2 separate regions of the Zea mays genome follow, and region 2 is linked to region 1. The links are chromatin contacts, called in public Hi-C maps. All regions are on one chromosome and are shown on one strand. Each heading gives the region's core, a stretch centred on a gene start, on an enhancer-like site or on the middle of the called end of the contact. The rest is flanking DNA. Distances are from core to core; before and after follow the strand shown.

Evidence for each region. Hi-C and Micro-C count contacts between places; a contact is called where the count stands out from the background.
Region 2: a contact with region 1 is called in a Hi-C map of ear, with 3 times the contacts expected there. The contact joins the promoter of LOC100280090 here to the promoter of LOC103651662 in region 1. A contact is called at or near these places in 11 of 25 Hi-C or Micro-C datasets (bundle sheath, ear, endosperm and 4 more) and 1 of 3 datasets of contacts at active chromatin or transcription factors (leaf).

What each region holds. Positions count from the first base shown.
Region 1 is chr3:235,519,961-235,526,568 of Zm-B73-REFERENCE-NAM-5.0, forward strand. It overlaps LOC103651662, which reads right to left and starts at 2,780. Exons shown (of 2, transcript XM_008677351.3): 1 at 2,043-2,780; 2 at 1-1,477. The coding sequence starts at 2,133. The coding sequence ends at 342.
Region 2 is chr3:235,661,349-235,667,956 of Zm-B73-REFERENCE-NAM-5.0, forward strand. LOC100280090 reads left to right here and starts at 2,666. Exons shown (of 17, transcript NM_001361021.1): 1 at 2,666-2,837; 2 at 3,366-3,406; 3 at 3,586-3,646; 4 at 3,750-3,852; 5 at 3,928-4,030; 6 at 4,196-4,249; 7 at 4,361-4,423; 8 at 4,532-4,581; 9 at 4,678-4,753; 10 at 5,284-5,463; 11 at 5,656-5,743; 12 at 5,947-6,032; 13 at 6,121-6,228; 14 at 6,416-6,460; 1 more. The coding sequence starts at 2,690.

The sequences.
Region 1 (6,608 bases), core at 1,530-4,029:
ATAAACCACTAATAATAACATGTGGCACTACTCCAGTGATACGATCCTTCTTATTAGAAGGGCCAACATATAAGTTACTCCTTCCGTTTCGTTTTAGTTGTCGCTGGATAGTGTAAAATTGAACTATCCAGCGACAACTAAAAAGAAACGGAGGGAGTACCTTTCTTACAATATATTTTAGACTGCTACGGCGCACGATAGGGCGCTATTTTTTCTAGTAGTTAGTACAAAAGAGAACCCTAATAGAGACTCTACAGACTACAATCACTAGTTCTAGTTAATTATACTAGAGAGCGAAGCAAAAGAGCAACCCTGGCTGGCTGCACAGACGACGGGCGAGATCAAGCGGCAGGGTCATCTTGGGGATCCCTCTTGTGCTGCACCGGACGCCACTCCATCTCCCTGGTCCTTCTTCCTCTCTGGCCCTGCTGCCAGCCGCTGCCACCACCACCATTCCACTTACTGCCACTGCGGCCGCAGCCACGGCCACCGCCATTCTGCTTCCTCCCAGCCCCAGGAGACATGCGGCCCGGATCCACCTCCTGTTGGTACCTATTGTTGGATGATCCACCTCCATAGAAGTTATTGTTTCTGTTGCCACTACCGCCATTCAGCTTCCTTCTAGTCCCAGATGAGTTGCGGCCCGGATCCACCTCCTGTTGGTACCGAGTGTTGGATGATCTACCTCCATAGAGGTTATTGTTCCTGTTGCCAACGCCACCGTTCGAGTTCCTGCAACTACTGCCGCGGCCGCCGCCATTCAAATTCCTTCTAGTCCCAAATGGCATGTGGCTCGGATCCACTTCCTGCTGGTACCAATTGTTGGATGATCTATCGCCATAGGAGTTATCGTTCCAGTTGCTTGGTGTGCATTGCGGCTGATCCAGAGGAGAGTTCCATCCAGAGTTGCGGCCCTCCCAAGCAGTATCAGGTGTCAGGCTGGCCGATTCTCCCCATCCAATGGCTGCCACATTGGCAACCGGTTCTCCCCAACCTACGGGTGCCAGATTGGCATCCTCTTCTCCCCAACCTGTGGGTGTCGGAATGGCATCCTCTTCTCCCCAACCTGTGGGTGTCGGAATGGCACCCAGTTCTCCGTGACCCATGGGTACCAGATCAGCAACCGGCTCTTCACAACCCAAGTTGGCTACCAATTGTTGCTCAAGTACCTTATCCACGTCAGGTACCTTATCCAGGTCAGCTACCAACTCTGGGTCGACTTCGCATAGGTGGTCGATCTCGTCGATGTACATATCAGGGTCTAGCAAAGGATCCTCGAAAGGTTCCCCATGATACTTTGCCCTGAACCTCTCCTTTGCAGCCTCAAAATTTTCCAAAGCTCCTGAATCGTCCCAGTCCATGACGTTTTTGTATAATTCAATAAATTGCTTCTTTTCGCAGAACTTCTTCCAAGGGATGCCGTAAGCGTTGCGGCAGAATTTTCTTTCCCATAATGGGACTGGGTAGTAATTGTCTCCTGCACATATGGGGAAAAAATGGGTATCATAATTCATGGTACCAGCACAACAATGCAGAAAGACAAGAGATTTCCATGATGCAATGCATTCAGCGATCTGGAAGAACATAAATAGAATTATCTTATAGTTAGATTGATTAGTATTGTAAAATTTAAAAATAGATCCTAGAGATAAAAAAAATTTGTTGCAATCATCCATGATCCTACAAAATAGATGTTTTGAATCCCCACTTGTACTGGCACAACACTGCTATCCCACAATTGCAGTGTCCTCCCAATTCGTACCCCCCCACAAAAAAAAAATGTCTATACCCAATAGATGTGGTAATCATGCAAAGATCATATCATGACGTAGTGGAAAGAACAGTCCATGTACATGAGGAAGCCTACAGCAACAGGGCAAATTCAACTTTGATCCTAAGCTTGATTGAATCAGTATCCAAACCATATGATAAACAAAGAACAAGGACCAGATCTAGACATGGAGCAAGTTCAAATCCGATCGCAACCAAAATACCACGAATTGGTAGCATCGCAATGGAGTAAGAGGGGAGCTCGTCCGTACTGCTATCAGGCCGAGGCAGAGGAGGCCGCCGGTCGCTGCCGGAGCGATCACAATGTGCATTCACGTCCCACGGTCGATTCCAATCCGCCATTGCGAGCGAGGACCAAGAGGGGAAGCACCGCGCCCCGACTCCACGGACGGGACGGTTCGCCGGACGGCACTAGACGGAGACACACACCAATGGCAGAGCAGCGGAGCAGGCGGAATCAACACCAGGCAGAAACAAGCACGCGACGCGAAATTGGGGGGCTCCGTGGCTGCCAATGGAGAATCATGGAGGGCAAGAGGGGGAGTATATAAAGCCCCCGCCAATGCTTATCCTGGAGAGTCGGAAACCGAACCCGGAGCGGCAATGGGAGTCGGACTCGGAAGGTAGTTCGGGATGGCCCGGAAGACGCGGGAACGGACATGGCCGATGCCGCCAAGAACGGCCGGCGGCAGAGGAGGCCTCCGCCGCTGCGTGGTTGAGCCGCATTTGGGGCTGCGCCGTGTCGCCCGCCTCCTCCACCATCCCTGATCGGGCGGGTCGCCCGGACGCGAGTGAGAGAAGCCTAGCGCGGAGCGTGGGAGAAGACGAACGAGACAGGATGAAATGCTGCTGTCAAAACGTTCAGGTGGCTCCGCCGCGGTACCTACGCGCGAGTGAGAGAGACAGGATGAAGTGCTTTATGTTTTATGGTTTTGTCTGGGGATGTCAAGCTTTTAACTGTCTTGGATACAGTCAGAAGGGGAATAAGAGCTGGTGCAGACTATGAATCAAAACTAGTAGCTAGCGTCCAGGATGCGCGCGAGGTTAATTTGTTTCTTTGAAGGCATTTGGTAGTGAGAAAGGTGGGTTTTCAGTTTACAAATGATTATCACAAACAATCACAGGAAATTGTGATCTAAAAACAAAATAACAATCTTCCAACTATATTACTTGGATTGTGAAAACGAGCAGGAACATATGTGATCCTATAACTCCTAAGTTTATAGAGTTAACAAAGTACCAAGACAAATGTCATTCAAAATTATTGTTTTGCCAAATACCTTAAGACGTAACCCATCATTATTATAGCAAGAATTAATAATAAAAAATAATAGAAGTAATTGTTAAATTAAATTGATAGAGATGTAACTATCAATTATGTTACGACGGGGAAAACATTTTTGCGATGCATATCTTCGAGATGTACACCCAAAGTGAATAACATCATTGCATAAGACATATTTATTACAGAAAAAGGTAGTTAATTAGAGTGATAAATCAATTGGTAAGGTAGACTTAGGTGCCATGGCATTTCAGGTTATGATGGAAAACAACATCTGAATTTATAAAACATAAATTTTGTTGGTTATTAAACAATTAGTGTGCAGATAGTTAATTGTAAAGATAGAATGGAACATAAAATTTCCTTGACTATTAAAGTTAATTCCATAAACTTTCTGTAATACCCAAATATGTAAACCATGAAAATGGTGTTGATCTCAATGTTTGGCGACCATTACTTATCATCACATGTGACTGATCATGTTTAAAAATGAGTAAATCCTTACTAAGACACAAATAAATCATTGCATCATATTGGATTTTTGTTTGTGCATTCGAAAAAATAACATGAATAAAGATAGTACAATGAGTAGACGATTTAGATTAAACCCTAGATTTGAATTTGAGATTTAAATGGAGAAGGAGAAAGAAATACCATAAAATACAAAATAAATTCATAAATGAGTAAATACCACACTAGTAGTTTCAAGGTGAATAATTAATCTAAGTACAAATTTACCTCAAGTTTGAAATTCAAATGGGGATTCGAAATTAAGAAAATTAAGAGAGAAAGGAAAAGAGAAAGTAAAAATATAAAAGGGAAATGAATAAAACCTCTAACCGGGCCTCAGCACCCCATTTTGGCCCATCTCCTCTTTCCTTCTCTTCCGCGACCCACTAGCTTGACTCAGTCGCACGCGCGCCTGGTGACTTGCATGTGGGCCCCACTGCTCAGCTCGCTCGCACTGGTGCGCGGGGTTAATCGCTGGCGACCTAGGCCAACTGGATAGCCCATCCATTAACGGATGCTCGCGCCGTGTTTCACCGCCAAGTGGGGCCGCGTTGGCAGACCCGTCTTCTTCACCGACTCGGTCTTCGCGGCAACAAAATCGTGGGCGCCGAAGCTGGGGGACGCAAATCGCGGGGGATAGCTCGGGTCGTGCAATCACTTTGACCCTCTCCTCCGTGTATAAGTACCGGCGCACCTCTTTGACTTCTCGTCCCTGTTGAACTAGCGTCCATACCCCAAGCCCTCACCACTGACGCAGATAATGGACTAGTGCCGTTACCGCCAGTGGTCTCAACCGTGAGTGACTCTGCAACCCCGAGGAGTGATCGAGGTGGGCCGTGGAGTCTTCACCTTTCGTGCGAGTCGCATCGTCGTGAGGGATCGGTACCGGGTGAGCGGCAATTGCTCGCCGTCGTAGGGCACTGCCGCGAAATCCGCCTATCGCTGTGGACCGGCTTCAACTCTCGGCCAGTGATGGTAAAGACCCTCCCTTGTTGTTCATACTAGCATGCGCTTCGTGTAGCACACTTTAGATTGGGTCAGGGGCGCCAGAATGCCTATTGGGCACTGCTTCGGCAATGTCGCGTCACGATTCGATGGGCGACGCCGCCGGTGGCGGTCGAGGGAGACCGGCTCGTCCTGAGCCGTTGATGGCGTGATCTGAGGTGTAGATTAGAGGGAGTGTACTGGGTTAGGTCAGAGTAGTGTGGAGCGTTCGATTCCGATCGGACAGGTGGGGAATGAATCGGGATTCATTAAATCTGTGCGCTCGATTCTAGATCGAACGGATCGGTGCACGAACGAGATCGACATCGTCGGATTCGGATCGAATGGTGCTTAGCGCGTACCGATTCGATGTATTATAGATCTAATCGAGGACGTAGAATTCCAATCGGACGGCCAGTGTCTGCCCGTACCCCTTCGCGGGTACGTTTTATAAAAGAGACCCTGCCTTTTACATATATCAACCCGCCGTCCACGCCAGAGACTCTCTGAGACTTAGGAATTTTTGCACCGTAGCCCCTGCACTTCTCAGAAATCGAGGCCTGGTCCAGAGGATTAGAATATCAGAGAAATTAATTGAGAAATAGATTTTTAGTACATATTTAATTACAAAAACTTGTGTAATTTGTAGAAAATCCATATGAACCCCAAATTGATCCATTTCAGTTCCTAAATTTTTATAGTATTATTATCTATCAAATAGTACCACTGTTTTGGCATAAAAGACACAGTAAAATTTATCTAGCACTCAATCTTGTATTAAATACATAAAACCTTGGAAAATTCATAACTTAAAATCTATAACCCCGAATTTAATGATTTCAGTTCCTATAATCTCATTTTAATGTCTAGATTATTACTGTGTATTTTATTTACATGTTTGGTGTAATGTTAATTTTTGCTATACTATGTATGTATTGTGTTGATGCGAGTAGACGAGCAAGCTACAGAGGATCCTGAGGTTCAGCTGGTAGAGACTGCTGAGCAGGAGCTCGTGGAAGGCAAGTTGTGCCATTGATCACTTCTTTTACCCATTCATGTTCTTATTAATCATAATGATCTGCATAGGTTAACTTTGCTGGGACCCAATAGGTTACCCTAGATTTGACTATCTTTATACCTTGTTTCACCACTGGTTTTACTACTAAATTTTTGGGTAGTACATGCTATTGCTTTATATGGATTTGGGTATAGATATATTCATTACTCATGATTACACTTTTTATTATCTGTTGATTATTTACTATTCATGATAAGATCATTATGTTAATGGGAACATGGAGAACCACCCGGGAAAACAGTGCTACCACAAGGGTTTAATGGGACGCCCTTGGTTGATTAACTAGGAAAGCTAGTGGATGACTACCTTACCCGAAAGGGGCAAGGGCAGTAGGGGAGTGGTTAGTGTAGGGAGGTCCTTGGGTTGATTTTGCTGCGATGGCGGTCAGGCAAGGGATTCCTGCACTGGAGCTTCCTATAAACTGTAGCGGGTTTTCTGAAGCTAGTGGAACTTTGTAAAGGCCTCGTAGTGGAACCCTGCCTCGCTTTCTTGGTAGAGGTGTATGGGGTCTGATCAACCCCTTGGCAAATGTGTAACACGACTTGTGGGTAAAGATGCGCAACCTCTGCAGAGTGTAAAATTGGTATATCAGCCGTGCTCACGGTCATGAGCGGCTCGGACACTCACATGATTAATTTATGGAACTTAAACTTAATTTGTCATTTCATTGCATTTGGGATTATTTTATTTTTACTTTTACTTATTATTCCTAAGGTTTGGTATTTACTTACACTTAGTAACTGCTAATAAAATTTTGACCAACTTCTAAAAGCAATGCTCAGCTTCAACCTTTATTTCATTGATCAGCCTTACACTTTATGAACTCCCTCCTTTGGTGAGTTCATGCCACATTATTCCCCACAACTTGTTGAGCGATGAGCATGTGTGAGCTCACTCTTGCTGTCTCACACCCCCCCATAGGAGAAGAGCAGGTGGTCGAAGAGGAGCCGCCTAACACTGAGG
Region 2 (6,608 bases), core at 1,416-3,915, 140 kb after region 1:
ATCGAACCCGCATGATAGCCAACCTGAGCGAAAAACTAATTCAATGCTTTTGGCGTGGCGTCTCCGTGGGCCGCAACCGGTTGGCCCATCAAGCCTATATAGGGTTAAGGCGGGGTGAGCGGACGATGGGCCATGGAGGAAAAACTGGCGTATATATGATAATAGGTACGCTTACCCGTACCTGTATCCACAAGATAAAATCATAACCGTAAAAAAAACTCATAGTCGCTCGCGTGTATGAAATTGTACATATACATGTTGCACCAACATGGGTAAAAAAACTGTCGGGTAACCTAAACCCGATTAGATACATGCTAAACATGTATTAAATAACATAAATCTAATAAATATATGGTGCATTTACACTTATAAATCATCAAATGTGTGTACATAAAATGTGTGTACATGAAAGAAGAAAAATAACAAATAATGTAAAAACATGCAATTTAGTCATATTTTTCACTAATATATATTTATTTGTACTTAATTAAGTAGATTATATATATGGATGAGACGGATCTAAATTACACATGTGTATGCGGGTATGGGTAGTACATAACGTACCCGCACCTGTCTACCTGACAGGTAAAATATTGTGTTTATTAATGAACCAACAAATAAAGAATTTAACCTATGTATGCCTTTATGTCGAGTAAAATCTGTCGGGTATACAAGTTCGGGTATCCATTGCTATCTATACACTGGCGCAAGCACATATAAGTACTCATTTTTTTTTCTTTTCCTTTTATATTTTTACTTTTCTTCTTCTTTATTTTTAGTATCAAACCCAAATTCAGACAATGTTCAAATCCCAAAAACCACAATAAAAACATCATGAAATGCAAATTAAATTTCATATAATTTATTTTATCTATTCAAAAAATACTTCCATGGATGCAAAAATAATAATTCACTCGAATAAATAAATTTAAAAAATCTATTTAACTCCCAAATTAAAGTTAGTTGTGTTACATCAATTCCATATATATATATATTGCATATTACGAGCTCTATGCTTCCAATAACTAGAGAAAGCTCAGGTCGGACGATGCAATCCAGTCGAGCCGGACCAGGTCCGGACGTCTATAAAGTAAGATCCGGAGTGCTAGGTTTCAATTTTTCACGCCTCATCCTGATTCATTAGCGACGACGGCGGTTGCCCGAGAGCGCGCGGGGCGGTGGCACCCCGACCGGTGGCTGCGGTGGACGCAGTTCTCTGACCTCGACGCGCGATGGCGACGGTTTCTCGTTCCGGAGTAGTGGCGGCGGCTCCCCGATCCAGAGGGGCGAGCGATGACGAGGCCCTTGTGCAGGCAAGCGGTGGCGTCCCCGGGGTCTCGAGGCGGCGGCACTTCCAAGTCTGGCGAGCAAGCGGCGCCCCTCGACGTGCAAGTAGCGATGGTGAAGCACGAGGCGCGAGGTGCGCGCAGTGACGATCGCGCGTGACATCCTCTTATCCGGCGCGTTTGGGCGGCCCAAGTGACGACCTATATCTGTGCTTGTGTTGTCGACGACGTACTCCGACGACTACCTCCTCTGATTCGTGTTTTCTTTTCGATTATTGTGTTTTATGCCTACAACATGTATTATTTACGCTAAAAACTGTATGATTTTATACTTAAACACGGAGTTCGTATATCAGTGTAATGCATGCATATTTTTTGCATGCACATTGAAAAGACAATTCCTTGATTTATGTTGTTCGTAATTACCATAAACAAATCAAATCAAATCATTTATGTTCGTAAATGTCAGATTTGTACGTCTGCCATAAAACTATCCCTAATTTCCGCATGTCCGTAATTATCATAAAAAATCAAATTAAATCACTTATGTTGGTAAATGCTAGATTTTTACGTCTGCCATAAAATTGTCCCTAATTTTCATTGGCGTTCTTAGTTTGACCGATTTTAGGTTTTTTATCAAGTATGGTACACGGTGTAAGTATTTATGTGACGTATAAGAATTTATGCTTTGTGTGACTCATGTTATCCAATTTTTTTGCGCGTGTGCACTGGAAAGAAAAATATAATCCAAAATTTGCGTGCACGCAATGAAAACTCCCACGTTTTGCCACATTTTTTGATCTGTATAAAAATAGAAACTGCATGCATGCGACTCCCATATTTTTCGAATATGCCATAAAAATAGGATCGTAATTACAACTCACTATAGCTATAAACCCCCCACGTTGGCTCGGTATTTACGCTTATAATTGAGGGGTTTTATGCTCAAAACTTAAGGTTTTTACGCTCGAACTTGGAGATACATCCACCAGTGAACAACGTGACAGATTTTTTCGTAGTGTACCGCATTGTATAAATATTTACATCGTCTAGCATAATTTATATAAGTATATATAATAAACTGGTCTAAAGTGTGCTCAATCGACAAAATTTATAGGTATTAAATTGCTCTATTTGATACTAAGTACAACAACTCAAATCCTGGCAAAGATGATTAATGCTCATGAATTGTCTTGTATATATGCACGCTGGTACTGCTGAGCTTGCGCAGCCTCATGTGTACCCAACCAGGATAGAGCTAGACTAGAGGAGGCATGCACCTGACTACCAATCACACCCGGCAGAGGCGCAGAGCAGAGCATACCCTTCCCTATATATAGACACACATTGAGATAGAGGGGCCTTCATAGAGATAGAGATAGACAGCTAGCTTCATCAGTAGGATGGGCAGCGACGAGGAAGCGGCGCTGCTGGTGCCGGCGGTGGAGGAGGGTTGCCCCGGGTGCGTGATGGAGCGGCGGAAGGCGAGCAGCAACGGCAGGATCCCCTACAGGGAGCTGTTCTTCGTCGCCGCCACCTCCCTCGCCTCAGGTACGACGCACGTAGACATCTCTACCCAAACAGTATAATGCCATCTGGTCATCGACTGGATTTGGTTTACTTCCCCCTTCTTCTTCTTCACCAATCATGCAATCACACCATGGTATGCAAATTAATTTACATATCCACACAGTTTAATTACACCTAATAAGCTAGCTAGCTAGCTAGCTCGGTCGTTATACGATGGCAATGGCGGCGGGACCTCAAACGCCTAACATGCATGCATACATAGAATGTTGGCAAAAGCACCGCTGCCAAGATCCCAAAAACAGCTAGGACAAATTATTTCCTGAAACAAAGAGGAAGAGGGAATTGTTCCTGAAAGAAATTAGCTAGGCCGGCGCCGGCCCAGCAGCTTGTTTGCATTGCCTACCTTTCAGATGGATCTGCATCCGTGCATGCAAATAATGCATCAACCTACCCCGCACGTGCTTCTTCACTAGCTTTTCACTAGCTTTCTGGTTTGATCTGGATCTGACTTGTTTTTTTCTTTATTCCGTTTGTGCCTTCTTTTCCCAGCTTTACCGATCACGTGCCTCTTCCCCTTCTTGTATTTCATGGTACGCCATTGTCCTCTCTCTCTCTCACTTACTGCACCCAAGCAGTTTGCTCGGCCTGAACTGAACCTCAAGCCATTCAAACTGATGTCGACGGACGCTCGCCATTAACTTAAAAATGGAGCATTGTGCTGTCTAGCTCATGCTCATCGGTGGTGATCCACTCCTAACTTCTGACACAGGTAAGGGACTTCCGCGTCGCTGAAACAGAGGAAGACATCGGATTCTATGCTGGTTTTCTTGGTATATGCTTCTCGCCTCACTGACCACTGGTCTGCAATCTGAACATGGTCAAAACAAGATACAATGTACTGACTGCCGTCTCCCCCCATCCCATGAACTGCAGCTGCGTCGTACATGGTGGGCAGAGGCTTCTCTTCCATCTTCTGGGGCGTCATCGCAGACCGCGTTGGACGGAAGCCTGTCATCACGTTTTCGATACTGTCCGTGTACGTACGTATCGTCAGATCATCTATCTATCAGAAATTAATCTGGATTTCTATTACCGATGCATTATATTGCAGGGTCGTATTCAGCGCGCTGTTTGGTCTGAGCACGACGTACTGGATGGCGATCGCCACGAGGCTCGTGCTGGGCGCTCTCAACGGCCTGCTCGCCCCGATAAAGGTCAGGGTCCGGTGTTTCAGCAAGAACTCATCTCGTCTGCTACATTAACTCGTGTGTTTATTTGGAAAAAGAAGAAGTTTGCATGCATGCTGAATCTGATCGAATTCAGTTGCGTCTGTATGTATGTATGTATGTATGTATGTATATGTCTACGAACAATTTCAGGCGTACTGCGTTGAAGTTTGCCAGACCCAGCACCAGGCGCTTGGACTCTCGCTTGTAATAATCTCATCAACGACCGAGCTCTTCATCGTTTAATAAACAACTCTTCCGTTTTTTTTTCAAGATCAGTCTAACTGCTGAGTGCATGTGCTTCGGCCGCGTACGTAGGTGAACACGGCATGGGCTCTGGGTCTCATTGTTGGTCCAGCTCTTGGAGGCTACCTTTCGCAGGTACCAACCAGCGGCTGTTCAAAAGAGAAAGAAATGGAATTTTTGAAGGAAAAAAGAAAGAAAGAAAGTCTTGTTTTCTTACTGCAGTCTCCTTTTTTTCCCCCGCAGCCAGCTGAGAAATATCCTCACGTGTTTTCCAAAGACTCTGTATTTGGCAGGTACCAACCTTTGTTGACCATTTCAGTACTACAAATTGCTAGGAATTAGTGAAGCGCATTTTTTTTTTTGACAAGAACTAGTGATGCACAATGCAGATTTCCATACCTTTTGCCCTGTCTAAGTGTATCAGCGTTTGCTACACTTGTCCTGATAAGCTGTGAGTGGCTTCCGGTATGTATCAACACTCTTTAGCCTACACAAAAGCCATGATGGTTTAAATTTTATTCCTTTGGAAATCACTAACACTGCTACTCGTCTGAATATATTACAGGACATTGTCATTTTCGTAGAAAAATATGCTTGCCATGTATTTCTACTGTACACTGGCAAAACAATAAATAGTACTATCATTCAAGGCACCCTTTTTTTTTAGATAATGGAACAGAAATAAGGTCCCAGCCTCTACACCATCCAAGACAGCGTACACAGCGTATCGATACATCCAACAAGCGCTTAGGCTCACAAACAGACTCAAAAAACCAAGTTTACCCAAGACAGCTAGACGACTAGGCCGCAATTCTATTTGAGAACTTCCACCCAAACTTAGCGAACACCTCCATAACGACCGACTCCAATAAGCGGCATGCCCTGTTCAGATCGGTCCTCGCGTCCTCGTCTCTAAGCAGCAGCGACCAAGAACGATTCAAGGCACCCTTTTAAGCTAAATATTCTTACAAAATATCACTTTGACTGTATCACAGGAGACTATACACAAGCATAAGGTTCCCGAAATGGACACCAAAGCATTCAAAGCCCTGTCGTCAAAAGAGGGCTATTGCGATCCACCTCGCAAGAAGAAGAGCTTGCTCCAGAACAGGCCTTGGATATCAACCCTGCTACCTTACTGCTTTTTCAGTCTTCATGACACAGCATATAGTGAGGTACAAAAAGAAAAAAAACGTAGTTTTCTCAGAATCCCTGTCTTGTTTAGCAAACTGATGCTCAGTGGGGTGTTTTTAGTTTCGAATGATGCTCAGTAAGCCTGTATTCCTCATGAGTTCAAACATCTTGTTTTTTGTCTGTCTAGTACTGCTTTAATTAACTACCTAATTTCATCTTGCTCTCAACACCAGATACTTTCCTTATGGGCTGTGAGCGACCGGAAGTATGGCGGCCTTAGCTTCTCGACTGAAGATACTGGTCAGGTTCTTGCTATGGCAGGTACGTACAACGTACTCCATCCCTCTGCCCTTGGATCCATTGGTGAATTTTTTTCCATGGATCTCTTTTCGAAACATTTTTTTTCATGAATCTCGAAGGTGGATTTTTGCAGTATTTATGTATGTATAGACACTGATATGGATTTCTCCTTCCATTCTCTTTATAACTGGGTTTTTAATTTCCTCCCTCCATTTCATTTTCAGGCGCTAGTCTTCTAGTGTACCAGCTTGTCATTTATCGCTGGGTCCATAGGATTCTTGGGACAGTCAACTCAGCACGTATTGCATCTGTAAGTTGTCACCTACCGTGTCTTTAGAAAGCAAACATTACAAATTATATTAATGATCATAGCTTAAACTTCAAATTTGGTGTTGCAGGCTGTGTCCATACTTGTTCTTGCAACTTATCCCTTTATGACATACCTGTCGGGAGTGAAACTTTCCTTGGCTCTTTGTTCTGCAGCCATGATGAGAAGTGCTCTTGCGGTACGTTTTTTTTTCTTCCTTTCTTTGTTTCCTTAGAGTTCCAAGTTAATCAATGATAACTTGCTCAACAATTTATAAGCTAAAGATTCCTTTTCTAGGGACAAAATAGTGGCAAATGAACAGTGGTAGTTTTCCATGATTTTAAATGTGTTTTAGTCTACATAATCTTGTTTTGCAACATATACAGATCACTGTCACCACAGGAATTTCACTTCTACAGAATAATGCTGTGGTACGTATGAAATCAAGTGAGTCATTGGTTGGGATAGTATGCTTACACAAATCAAACAAAAACAATGTGATATATCTGAAACTGAATTCCAGTGCCAAGAACAAAGAGGCACCGCAAATGGTATATCGACAACTGCAATGTCATTCTT